Linked DNA regions of Muntiacus reevesi: region 1 is linked to region 2. Evidence: chromatin contacts called from public Hi-C data. All regions are on one chromosome and are shown on one strand. The core of a region is the stretch at or near the end of the contact, and the rest is flanking DNA. Distances in the headings are between cores, read along the strand shown.

What was found. A called contact is a pair of places that touch in the nucleus more often than the background predicts.
Region 1: a Hi-C map of muscle shows a contact between it and region 2, with 2.8 times the contacts expected there. The contact joins the promoter of MORC2 here to the promoter of RNF185 in region 2. A contact is called at or near these places in 2 of 3 Hi-C or Micro-C datasets (blood and muscle).

The regions. Positions count from the first base shown.
Region 1 is chr13:4,092,076-4,099,062 of mMunRee1.1, reverse strand. MORC2 (MORC family CW-type zinc finger 2) reads right to left here and starts at 4,590. Exons shown (of 27, transcript XM_065904320.1): 1 at 3,799-4,590; 2 at 3,299-3,397. The coding sequence starts at 3,366.
Region 2 is chr13:3,950,756-3,957,555 of mMunRee1.1, reverse strand. It overlaps RNF185 (ring finger protein 185), which reads left to right and starts at 3,478. Exons shown (of 7, transcript XM_065904303.1): 1 at 3,478-3,568.

The DNA of each region.
Region 1 (6,987 bases), core at 3,341-5,840, 140 kb before region 2:
TTTCAGCAGCAGTCACAAAACCCACCACCCTCAACAGCAGTAAAAGCATAAAACCACTTTTATTCAAAAAACCCTAACTTCAATCATCTTGTATGACCAACTTGCAGTATTTAAAAGAAATTCACCTAAGCCTTCCATGTTACAATTTCCCAGACCTGCCTCAAACCCTAGTGCTGATATAACCAAGTTACTATAGAACAATACCAAAACAATAATTCCAAGCAGGTGTTTATTATCTTCGATGCTCCAGAATTTATTAAAAATTAATCTGCCTAATGACCATCCCCAAACATCAAGTTGCTATCACACTGACCAATTTTTGGTTGATATGAGCTAATATTATAACTAGAACAAATAACTGTCACTATCTATTCAATATTTACTATGAACTATGTGCAATCTAATTACCTTATAAACTATTTTACACAATCCTCATAAACATTGTCAGATTAGTCCTATTTTGTAAATGATGAAACTGAGGCTTAGATAAGTAGACCTACCCAAGGACACAGCCAGGAAACAGAAGCCTGGCTAGCTCCCAAGCCCACCCACTTTCTACTGCATCACACTGATTTCTATCCTTCTATCCTGGACTCTGCTAAATGGGTGCTAAGGAGTCATTTCTTTCACCATATACACCATGGCAATTTATAGATATCAGACACCCTAAAATGGTCTTCTTGTTTTTTTAATTATAAAAAAAGAGAAGGAAAACCCTCCCTTCTTTGAAGGTTAACACCACACCACTTAACCCAGAGGACACATCTACTATCATTACCAAGTCACACTTTCTGAAAATTTTAAAATTTGTTTCCTCTAGAAATGAACTTCCAGTCAGGTCACAATAAAGGTCTTGAAACTGATTATAAACCAAAAACATATCTAGGTGTCCTGGGGTTCATACTTTCTTCTGGTAGAACTGGATACATTCAAAAGTAAACAACTTCTAAGGTGTGATCCAGATAATAAATTCCAGAGCTTCCAAAATGATACATCCAACTCTCAAAAACGTTTATGCAAGCAAGTGGTTCCAGTTCAACACAGTAAGTCAAATTCCCAGAAAATTCTCCTTTTTCAAACAAGAGACTTAACTGAGGTTCAACTCTTTCCTTTGCTCTGTTCTCTTATTTTCAAGCCATAAAATAGCAAAAGAAATGAAATATCCCAGAATCCTCAACTTAGAGGTTCACTGAGATAAACTGAAATTTATCTCCTGGTCAGAATACTGGAGGGGGTAGCCTTTCCCTTCTCCAGGAGAGCTTCCCAACCCAGGAATCAAACCAGGTCTCCCGAATTCAAGGCGGATTCATTACCAGCTAAGCCACAAGGCAAGCCCAATCTAAAATTGAAGACTCACAAAATGGAAAGTAAACCTTCTGGCATATATACAAGGAAACAAGCTTTTAAAGGTAAAACTGACTACAGCTGGTGTTGCCTAATGGTTAAAAGCACTAATCATGTGGCCAGATAAATCTTACCACTTTGAATCTTGGTGCATTGAAGCTGCCTTGAAGCTGTGTAACCTCTAGCATGTAATAATCTCTCTGAACTTCAGTCTTCTCAAATGCAAAACAGGAATAACCCTTACTCCAGTAGGATTGCTAAAAAACATTATTTCTGACCATGTTTAAATGTGACTGGCAGAAGCCACAGTCCCTGGTAGCTCAGATGGTATGGGTCAGATGGTAAAGAATCTGCCTGCGATGCAGGAGACCCAGGTTCCATCCTGGGTTGGGAACATCCCCCAGAAAAGGGGATGGCTACTACTCACTCCAGTATTCTTGCCTGGAGAATTCCATGGACAGAGGAGCCTGGTAGGCTACAGACCATGCGCCGCAGAGTCAAACATGACTGAGCAATTAACACTTTCACTTTTCACTATCATTTTATTATCAAATACAATCTTTGGGTAAGCTAAACAAGAACCCAGAATCAAGTCTCCTTCAATGGTCTTCCAAGATCATCACATAGTCTGTCATTCCAAATTTGGTCCCTCACCCCAAAACTCAGAAATGAATTTATCAAACACAATCTGTGAACATCTAAGTGGCCTTCAACTGTTTGTTCTTAATGTGGCAACTCAAATACAAACAAGGATACTAAAGGTTCTGCTCATGGCTATGCTACCAGCAAGATGGGTATAACTTTTGATCAGAGGCCTTATCTAGTTGGATTTCAGATTCATCAGCTGCAACATGAAACTACACCTAGGTGACCTCTACAATCCCTACTCTAATACTCTAGTTCAGTAAGAACTTTCCTAAACAAAACCAGGCTCTCATTCTGCAATTCACTACTCAGAAAAATTTTATTTCCTCCATAGGAAAAATAGCAAACAAAAAATTACAGATACAAACATGTGGTTCTTTTCTGTAAATGGTTATTGATTATTGTACTATTACTTGACAACTAAAGTTACTGTACTAGTACTTGAAAACTAGAGTCTATATTCTCAATCCTGAAGATGGTTCTTCTGACCTCTGGACCATTCATTAAGCTGCTCACCACCTCTCTAGCATTAAAATGAGAGACTTACCTTCATCTCAAAAATGTCAAATGAATGTATTAAAAGACTAAACAATGATGCCCTCATTGCATCAACTCCAAGAAAGTGGGCATAAGGATTAACCTTGAAATATTCCAGATCAATGGAGAGATGGCAATCTCTTCACAAACTCAAAGGAACACAGCATTTATTCAATGATTTGTGAAACTTTGGGGGTAAGGCTATTTAAATCATGAATTTAATCAAGTTATCACTTCCTGCTTAACATATTAAAAACTATATTGGATGAGGACAAATTTCCCAGAAAAATAAAGCAAACTTGTTTTCTGGGAGGAAAAATAACTTCTTCTCACAAGCTGTCATTTAAATGTCTTCATTCTTTTTTCTTTTTTCCTTCTTAAAAAAAAAAGACTTGTTACTACACAACTGTATTGGCTGTTTTGGCTGTTGTCACCAAAGACAATGGGTTGAATAGAATAGTCCAATTTTTGGCGATCCAAGATGAGTACTTGTTGGATTCCTATCAAACACTTGAATGAAACTCAATATACAGACTCCAAGGAATTAGTTTGCCTTCTATCAAACAAATTTTGATCCAGTAAAGGAAGATCATATTCTTCTGGATTAGCAACAAACATTTCACTGATCTCAGTTCTTCCATACAGAGCTCAAGACTCCTCCAGTGACATATCCCAAAAAGTAAAAATGCAAAACTTCCTGGGAAAAAGACTTCCATATCAATATCGAGCAATGAGTTATCAGTGACCTCAGAGGCACCTACAGAATACTTACGAATTTGTATGTAGATATTCAAAGGTTAGCTGAGCTCGATTCAGACTGCTGTAATTCGTGAAAGCCATGAGTGCGGTGATGTCTCCAGTTCTTTAACCACTAATCGGGAAATACAAGTTACAACGGAATAGATTTTTCAGGACTCCTTCCAGTAAAAATTTGGTAAATCTGTGCTCCTCAGTTAAACAAAGTTATTAGTTATCCATCTAAAATATATTCAAAAAAACGTCTAAAACAAAAACTGATTTCTTCCTTAAATTTTTTTATCCTCTCAATGACTACGATGTAATATTTTGGAAGAAACTACATCATAAATCTGTAGTCTTAAGGAACACTAACATTAATTTGCGATAATTCACTGAGTGGAATGTGGTTCGTCCTAGAGTAGCTGATACTGGAGTTGGCGATTTAATCACTGCTCCATCTTCGTGTTCTTCCGAGTTTTTTGTTGTTGTTCCTCTAAATTTCCTGTGAGGAAATTCACCAATCCGGAAACTTACCAATCCGGAAGTCTAGCAACTTCAGTCATAAAATTGGACAGCCACACGTCTTCGCCATCAGTGATCCCAGGATCCTTAAATAAGCCCCAAACTGGCTATCACGATGTTGCTCGAGTGCATATGGCGTTAGTTCCGGCTTCACCACCTACCAACTGAAAAATTTCCTAAGCGCTGAAGGCCGATTTCCGTTTTCAAAGCCCAGATCAAACCTAGCTTGCTGTGCGCCCCAATCTCCTCAAGATAGTGAGTCAAATTACCTCACAGTGGCCCACTATGTCGCCACAGAATTGACCCACCCAATCAACTCAGGCGGGCGGCGCCCCTCCCCCTTGCCCTCAGACAGCGGCCTCAGCCTCTCAGGCCCTCACTGGGCCTTGGTCCCGTGGTCTCCTCTTCACGGAGACAAGTTAGTCCCAGTTTTCAAGGCCCGGATCGAGGGCAGTGGCGAGCGCACCACCCGACTGGGCGTTGCCCGGCGCTCACAGCTGCCTTTGTCCCTCCCCACGGAATTGGAACCCAACAACCGCAGGGCGCTCTTGGAACCATGTGCTGCCGCCACCTCCGCGTCCGCCGCTGCCGCCGCCGCCGCCGCCGCGAGACCAGCCGCCCTCGCGCCGCGTTAGATGAGATGGTGACAGGACTCAGCGCTACAAAATTCGGCGTCTAGGGCTGCTCCGCCGAGGCCGCCACCGCCACCTCTTTGTCTCCACCAGTGCACACAACCCGGGCCGCCTCGCGCACTCCCCGACGCCCCTAGTCCCCGAGGCCTCCGCGGCGCATTCCGCCAATCACAGAGCCGCAGTTCCTCCCGCCCCCGCCCTGATGCGACGCCTCCTGATTGGCGGGTAGCGTGTCTCCACGTGACCGGATTTTGTTAGCCGGGCCCGCCCCTGTCACGTGAGTGCGCGCGCCTCTCTTCCTGCTTTCTTGACCCTCTCCGCCATTTAAAGAAACAGTACCGGGGGCGGGCCGAGCGACGCAGCCGGGACGGCAGCTGCAGCGCGGACCGGAGGAGCCATCTTGTCTCGTCGCCGGGGAGTCAGGCCCCTAACTCAAAGAAGCCCTGGCGCGCCCTCCCCCCCTTCCCGGTCTGGTAGGGCGAAGGAGCGGGCGCGCGGTCGATCGAGCGATCGGTTGGCGGCTCTTTCTCCTGCTCTGGCATCCAGCTCTTGGGGCGCAGGCCCGGCCGCCGCGGCGCGCGCCCGGTGGCCGTTGGCGCTCGCGCCGCGTCTTTCTTCTCGTACGCAGAACTCGGGCGGCGGCCTATGCGTTTGCGATTCGACGAGGAGTCGTCCGGGTGGTTGGCGGCGGCGGGCAGCTGCTCCGCCCCGCTCCCGGGGAGGCGGCGGCGGCGGGATTTGGCGCGGCCGGGGAAGCTGGGGTGGCCGGGGCCGGCCTGGAGGCCTGGCGCCACCCTTCGGGGCCTGCAAGGACCCAGTTGGGGGGGCAGGAGGGGGCCGGGGGATGGTTGGTGGTGGGCTTTCTACTTTGCCTTTTCCTCCTTATGCCGCCTTAGTGAGGGGCGGGAGCTCTGGCGGCAACTCCGGGGTGGAGAAGCAAGCTCCGGAGTCGGAAAAGCGGTGTTTGCTTCCGGGCCTAGCCACCAGCTGGCCGAGTGACCTTAGGCAAGTCACTCAGTAATTTGTCTGCGCCTCAGTTTCCTCCTCTATCAACGTTTGTGGGATTGAAAGCGCTTTGTAAACCATAAAGCGTCAGTGGATGAAAGGAATGATCATTGTTCGTTATGGTTGGCTTTTTTTTTTTTTTTTTTTTGGACTTGTAAGAAAACTTAGAAATTCCCAATCCTTGGATATTGAACCTGGAAATCTTGGATTGGAGATGGAGATCCCCAAACTCCCTGAAATTGTGTGCAGAAGTTAGTGGGAATATGCAATTTAGGGAAATGAGGATCCATCGCCAGCAAGTTTTCAGAGGGGGCTGTGACCCGGAAGAGTTAAGAACCACAGTTCCTTTGCCACAAGGAGGAAACTGAGGCCTAGATGTCATTTGGGACCCGTCACAACCAAGTTGAAGCCCCTGTTGAATCCCTGGGATATGTGAGCTGTTCTATGCATAGTGAATATTCGGGGTAACAACACTCCACTGCTTGGCTTCTGAGTCCTTTCACTATGGGTTGCCTGAAGGGTGGTTGATGCTTATGGTACAGTGGCACCCAATATAAAGCAGCTGAAAGTAGGAGTGGATGTGTTCTCTAGTGTCAAGAAACCTATTCAATTTTTGGCCCAACAACTTTTTATTTTCTGGTGCCTGACTACCTTTCTGACTCATTAACCATTTTCCATGACCATGGTTGCCATCCGTTACTTGCTCTTGTTTTATATTCTTAGCTCCGTGTGGTTGGTGGTGAGCAGGCTTATTTTTAAATGGTGCTGCCAAGTCCAGCTAATTAATGGTGCAGGTGGGTTTTTAGCAAACTGTCTCACTGGAATAGACTGAACTAGACATGGAATTCCTGAAGATGTTTGTCTTTATTAATTGAAGGTTGACATGCTCTGAAAAGTTTTGTTAGAACTTCTTCTGAACCTCAAAGTCAGTAGTTGGAAGTGTTTCAAACCTTAACTTTCCTCCCCGCCTGCTTTGTATTCTCTTTGCTTGCAAGTGTGTTATTAAGATGGCCAAAATGCCAATTTTTGCTTCTTTGTTAATTGTCAGCTGCTTTTTATCAGATTCCAGGCCATTGTCCAGCAAACACTATAGAAATGTTTGAACACTTGGATTTCAAACATTTTCGTTTTGTGGAGTGGTGCTTACCGTGGTACAGCTCTAAGGAAGCAAATGCAAACACACCTAAGTGTTTTGTCTGTTAGGTGTTAGCCGATTCTGCTATTTCATACAAGTGTCTGGAAAAAATCTATTGACTGTTCCCTTTACCTGGAGGGCAGAGACAAATGATCTCAATTCCAGAGAAATGACTGTTTTGGAGACAAATGTGTTGGTCTTTTAGCTCTTTTGTAATTAAATCTGGATGTACCTCAAAAGAATCTTGAGACTGTGGTGATACGATGCTTTCCTCAGGAGAAAGGAGGAAAAAACCAACTGGAACTCAAAGCTTGAAATTCTGTGACAAAACATGACCTGTCCAGAATAGGAGGTTGAAAGGGTTTCACTACAGCGTTCTGCACTCGCTGGAACCCATGTCTTTCAGTGTAGTCACCGCATGGGCTCTAG
Region 2 (6,800 bases), core at 2,229-4,728:
ACTTTAAAAAGGATGAAATATTGCCATTTGCAGCAACATGGATGGATCTAGAGGTTGTGATATTAAATGAAGTGAGTCAGGGAGAGAAAGACAAATAGTATATGATATCGCTTATATGTGGCATCCAAACAAATGATACAGATTAACTTAATAACAAAGTGGAAACATACTTACAAATGAAGAAAACAAACTTATGGTTATCAAAGGGGAAAGGGGAGGAAGAGGGGTAAATTAGGAGTATGGGATTAATAGATAGACACAACTATATATAACACAGATAGGGAATCTGGTCCAGTGGTTCAGACTCTGGGCTCTCACTGCCAAGGGACCAGGTTTGACTCCTAGTAGGGGAGCTAAAATACCACAAGCTGTTTGGTGTGGTTAAAAAATAAATAAATTTTAAAAATTAAAATAAACAACAAGGATTTACTGTTTAGCACATGGAATATATTCAATACCTTGTAATAATCTATAATGGAAAACAATCTGAAACTGTACATTTGAAACTAACACAATATGGTAAATCAACTATAGTTAAATAAGGAAGCAAGGTTTTTTGGATCGGATGCTGTGTATGACTTGCTATCATGATAAATCTTATCTAGAACAAGGCACTAGACAGAGACTAAAGCTGTAATTGATGAAGAAATAGCAATCTCTGTATAAGTCACAGTAGGGAAATACTTGGTCATTTTTGCACTTTGGACAATGTTCTTTGTTTTGTCTGATTCAGACATGATTATGGAAAGGCCTTGTTAATGTCTTGATCCATCACAGTCATGGAGTGGCCTTGTCTGATGTTGATGTTCTGTGATCTGCTTTTATGCTGAACAGGAGAACAGGAAGGGCTCCCTGTGAGTGTCAGTCTAGCTCCTGGATATCAGGGGCTACTTTTCTGTTTCTCAGAGCCTGAACTCAGATCCAGGTTCATGTGACTAGAAACATCTCCTGTGTCCACAGGAACTTGAAGAGAAGGATGGCGGATGAGGAATCTCATCTATGAGTTTATTTCATCTACTGCCTTCATCTCCTAGTCAGACTCAACCCCTAAGACAGTCCCTGGGATAATGGTAGGCACTTAATAAATGTTTGCTGAATGAATGGAACAATGAGGATGGGTGTTAAGAACTCGAGAGAGCAATGTCTGAGTGCAAATTGCAGCTCTATCATCTTTCAGTATGTCATCTGAAAACTGTTAATTAAATGTTAAAATTGCATAAGCTTTTAAAAGCTTTTCTTTACCGTTTGTAAAGCAGAGGTAATGACCAAAACCATTCACAAGACCGCTGTGAGGATCAAATGAACCATTGCGTACAATGTGCTGAGGCAAGCTCGGTAAACGTTTGCTATTAATATTTCCAAGCTAAGTAGCCCATTAGTTTTGTTATTGTATGTTTAATATTTTGTCTGCTAGGCATGAAAGCAAAGATCTTGTCTTCTTTTCTACTGCATCACCATGTCAAGCACACAAATGTTTCATACGTAAATAAGTAAATTGGCTAGGACCTGGGCCCTCCCTTCATTTTGAGGGTAAATTTTCATTTTTATATAATTTCTGTCAAGTGAAATAAAAACACACAGTATGACAGCAGTCAGCTTCAATTTTGGGGGGACTTACTGAGGACTATAACCCAGGGGGAGATAGCTTCTTAGAGGAACTGCTCTGAGGAACTGCTCCCAAATGGTAGTGGAAGTCAGTATATACGTGACTTTTATATCTGAAATCACACATATAAATTGTAAAATTTTATAAATCTAAAATAATTGTGTGTGCAGTCAGGACGTCCCTGGTGGTTCAGTGGTTAAGAATCCGCTGGCTGATGCGAGAGATGCAGGTTCAATCCCTGGGTCAGGAAGATTCCCTGGAGAAGGAAATGGCAACTCACTCCAGTATTTTTGCCTGGGAAATGTCACAGGCAGAGAAACCTGGTGGGCTACAGTCCATAGGGTCACAAAGAGTCGGACACAACTTACATGCAATCAAGTACACATCTTGAAAGAAGTTTGCTGAAAGTCACGAGAAACACGTATCTCAGTTAATGACAAACATTTTTCTAGGTATGATAAGATGCAAGTAGTTGGGCTCCTAGAATTTTCTCCTGAAAATACCTAACCATCTGACGGCCTGTTCTGCCAGTTTTCCCAGTGTACAGAGTGCCTCGTTTCTGATCTCCACCCCCAAACTCCCTTCTTTGTGTGTTGGAGGTCAGAGACTACGGGGGCTACTGACTCAATCTTCATAGAACCAGGTGTCAAGAGACTTTCTTCAGGTGATATTTAAAACTAAAAGAAAAGTTGCAAAAATTATGTAAGGAGCTTCCACATATCCTTCACCTAGATTCATCACTTGTTTACTATTTTGCCTCATTTGCTTATTCTCTCAATTTTATACATTTTTTGGGAATCATTCGAAATTAAGTTGGAAACATTGTGCCCTTTTACCCCTAAATAATTTAGTGAATATTTCCTAAGAAAAGGGGAGTTCTCTTAACAGATAACAGCAATACTATGATCAAATGTAGAAATTTAAACACTGATACAATTTGTATTAACAGCAAAACCACAATCCATATTCAAATTTGATCTCTTTCAGGAGGCACATGATCTTTACTTGACCTATAACTGATGATGTTAACTCTGATCATTTTGATTCACTTGTCCTGCAAGGTTAACCTCTGTAAAATTCCTATTTTCCCTTTGTAGTCAATAAGTAATTTATGGGAGACGCTTTGCCATGTAACCATCCCGTCCCTCCAGGTTTACCATCCATTACTGGTTTTCTAATTCCATCATATTTGATGGTCAGCATTCTACTAAAAGGTTTCCCAGGTGGCGCAGTGGTAAAGAATCCACCTGCCAATGCAGGAGAGGCAAGAGACACAGGTTCCATCCCTGGGGTGGGGAAGATCCTGTGGAGTAGGAAATAGCAAGCCCGCTCCAGTATTCATGCCTTGAAAAATTCCGTGGACAGCGGAGCCTGGTGGGCTACAGTTCATGGGGTCACAGAGTCCAACACGGCGCGCACACACACACACACACACACACACACACACACACGACAGACACACCACATAGTCTACTAAAAGGAAGAATTTCCTCTCCTCCAAAATTTATTTAATCACTTCTTTATTTATATCAGTAAAGACTCACTGGGTTACCATTTTAGTCAATCAGTTATACTCTGTTCCACTCATCATGTATTTTGCTCAAATTGGGCCAATTTGGCCATTGGATCTTCAAGTTAGCTCATGTGTCCTTGAACATATTCTCGTCAGTCTGATTCCCATCATCCTTACACATTCCGTTCCAAAACGTTCCAAGCTTGTCTGACGCTTTCCGTGGTCACACCTTGGCTTTCTCAAAGGATTCCAGACAGTCCTTGTGGGTTTTTTTTTGCTTCCTCCCGGCAAGCGGAACCTTAGAGCCCAGGATCTGGCCCGGAGCACAGCGCAGCGGACCAATCTCTTCCGGTTTTGGCCGGAAGTTCATCGGAAAGCGGCGGCTCTGCGTCAGCTGACCAGAGTCCGCGTAGGAGGGCTCCGAGGTCCGGCCGGACAGACGGACCCAGGTAAGAGACTGGCTGAGGGACCGACGGGCTGACAGGCTGGGGCGGCCTTTGCGGCGTTAACTGAGCAGAGGCAGGTACATAAGGGGTTAGGGGGTCAACTCGGGGCAGTCCAGGTTGAGGGACGGGGACCGGTTGCCGCCCTCACTGGGCGCACGGACTTCGACACTTGAGCCCAGGAGCGCAGAGACTTCAAGCCCGACTCTTGCCCAGGCCCTCCTTCCCAGAAGGGAGTTCAGGATTATGTTGTGGTCTTTTGTCCACTGATTACAGTTTGGGGAAACTGAAGGCTTAGTAGAGAGAAGGCTCCCACAAACTCCCCTCTCCAGTCAGGAACTCACTCTTGACTCCCAGTCGAGGCCGTTTCTCATGTGGGGGGTGCTTTTAATGAGTTTGCCCCCAGTGGAGAAGCCGAGGCCGGGAAGCGGGCTGAATAGAGTTGGGCTTGGAAGAGACCAGAGCTGGAGACTTCGCCGCCAACAGCCAGTTGTGCTTTCTGCGCCAAGTCCCTTCCCCGTACCAGGCCTGTTTCCTCGTTTGTAAAATAGGGCAGTGTTTCTCTAAGTACGGTTCTCACAGCCTATGCTTTGAAATACCGTGTGGTGCATACTTCACGGTTCCGGACTCAAATAAGAGCTCTGATTTAGAATCTGAGTCGGAACCAGGGAAACTGCATTTTGAACATACTCCTTGGGGATCCTTTGCACACCCATGTTTGAAGCCCACTAATGGTAAGTGCTTTCTTGCTGTGGGTTCTAGATATCCATTCTTTGCTTTGAGCAACTGGAACTCCTTTAGTGTCTTTGGAAGTGGGCGGGGTGATGTTTAGCCCAGAAAAGAGAGCAATGGAAGGGAACTGTCATCAAAAGCATTGTTACAGTGAAGAGAGCTTCCACTTCATCTTTGCTGTTGAAAGAGGCAGAAACTAGGACCAATAGGTGGATTCTACAGGAAGACAAGATTTTAATAAAAGAACTTAAGGCTGGTCACAGGGGACCGGCAATGGAATGGATTGCCTCCAGAGGTGGTGTACTCTTGTCGAAGGAGTTTTTAGATGAAAGTCCTTTTCAACTTTAAAGTGTCTAATTCTAAGTAGTTATTTTGAGTCTTCTCTGGTGCTGACTTCTTTTTTTTTTTCTGCCCTCTTTTCTTAACATCTACGTTCCCCCAGCCTACATCTCCTAAAAGTGAGGCCAGTGGATCTGAATTTATGTAATCTCTTCTTTGTTCTGTGTACCATTCTTTTCAAGGACTTTGGAATGGCCCATCTGATCAGGGCCATTAATGTTTGTTGAATGAATAACTAAGAAAGGTCCCCACTCCCTCAGTTTGGAGCTTATTGTCTTAGCACAACTTGGAAATCAATCTGAAGACTTTGTGATTGATGAGGAAAAGCCAGTAAACTCTTTGGACTCAGTTGAGGAGCCTGTGTTTGAAAGACTCCCTTGAGGTTGTTCAAGCCAGCCTCCCCCCAGCCCCAGGACATAAATCCCTCTTCTTCTCTCTAGCAGTGTGTTGTTATAGATGATGTGTCTACTGGGAGAATTTTTGCAATCTCTTGGCTAACTTCAGCATTTAAAACCAGTTCTTTGATGGACTTGACTTGCCAGTGCATCCTCACCCGTAATCTGCAGATAATGCTTCTAGCATTACTCTTAGTACTCTTCTTAGTAGATACTCTTCTTAGTATCTTTCATTTTCTAATTAAACGTTAAAGCTGCTTATTTTGTGATTTACAAAATTCCAAGCAGATCACTTTTTAAAAACCAGTTAGAATGCTTAGGTTGCCCTATGGAACAGAGGTTCCTTATTATGACCCAATCCTGCTGACATGCCTTTGCCAAAAAAGATTGGATTTGAGCCAGGACTTCCTGCTTATGTTTATTCTTCCTCCCTTTTTTGTGTTTCCTAGAATTTTTTTTTTAAGTTGTGAAGTGCTTATTCAGATGTTATCCAGGCGCTGAGTAAAATGGTTTTAATTTGGTGGTGTCTTTAAAACTTTTCAATCTGATGTTTTCCTTTTAAAAAAGTAACTTAATCAGCATTTCCATAGTGTGTTCTTCAGGCCACTAGTCTGAAGAGAAGCCTCTGAAAAAAGTATTCTGTGATTAAAGTAAGTTTGGAAAAAGCTACGTATGATTATCCCTTCTTAGAGCTTCTCAGTGTGTAGGATCTTGTCAAAGGCACTGAGACGTCAATAAGAAACGTGCCTAACCTTGTTTAATCTAGTGTTGCCAAACTTAATTGATGTGAAGCACCTTTTTTTTTTTTTTTGAGTAATTGAAGCACACTGGCAAATTCAGACCCAGAGCGGGAGTCTGCAGTCTGGGGCCCAGATCTGACCCCACTGCCTGTTTTTGTGTGGCCTGTGAGCTGGGAATGGTTTTTTACATTTTTTTAATGGTGTAGATTACATCCAAAGAGGAAGAATATTTTGTGATATGTAAAAATTATAAGAAAATCAAATCTAAGTTTCTACAAATAAAGCTTTATTGGAACACAGCCACCTCCGTTAATTTACATACTGTTTTTGGCAGCAGAGTTGAGTAATTGCCCCCAAAACCACAAGATCTGCTAAATCTAAAGCATTTACTATATAGTGCTTTTCAGAAAAACGTGCCAACCGCTGACCTGCTCCATGTACTTTTTTTCTTTTTCTTTTGAAATGATTTTAGACTTCCAAAAATAATACATAAACTTCAAGTGTACTCTTAACCCAACTGTCCGTAATGTTAACATTTACATAACCATAAAAAATTACCTAATAAATTTAGCATAAATACAGTACTACTAACTAATCTATGGATTTTATTCAAGTTTGCTGTTTGTTTCACTAATATCCTTTTTCTGTTCCAGAATCCAATCCAGTTTCCCACATTGCATTTAGTATCAAGTCTTAGTCTCTTCAATCTGAAACAGTTACTCAGTCTTTTTTGGCTTTCATGAATGTAAACTTTTTTTAAAAAGATAACTTGATTTATTTATTCATTTATTTTTGGCTGTTCTGGGTCTTTATTGATGTGTGGACTTTTCTCTAGTTGCAGAGAGTGGGGGCTACTCTCCAGGTGTGGTGTGTGGGCTGCTTCTTGTGCTGGCTTCTCTTGTTGCAAAGCACTGGCTCTAGGCATTCAGGCTGGAGTAGTTGGGGCAAGTGGTTTTAGTATTGCAGCTTATGGACTCTAGAGCACAGGCTCAATAGCTGTGGTGCACAGGTTTAATTACTTCTTGGCATCTG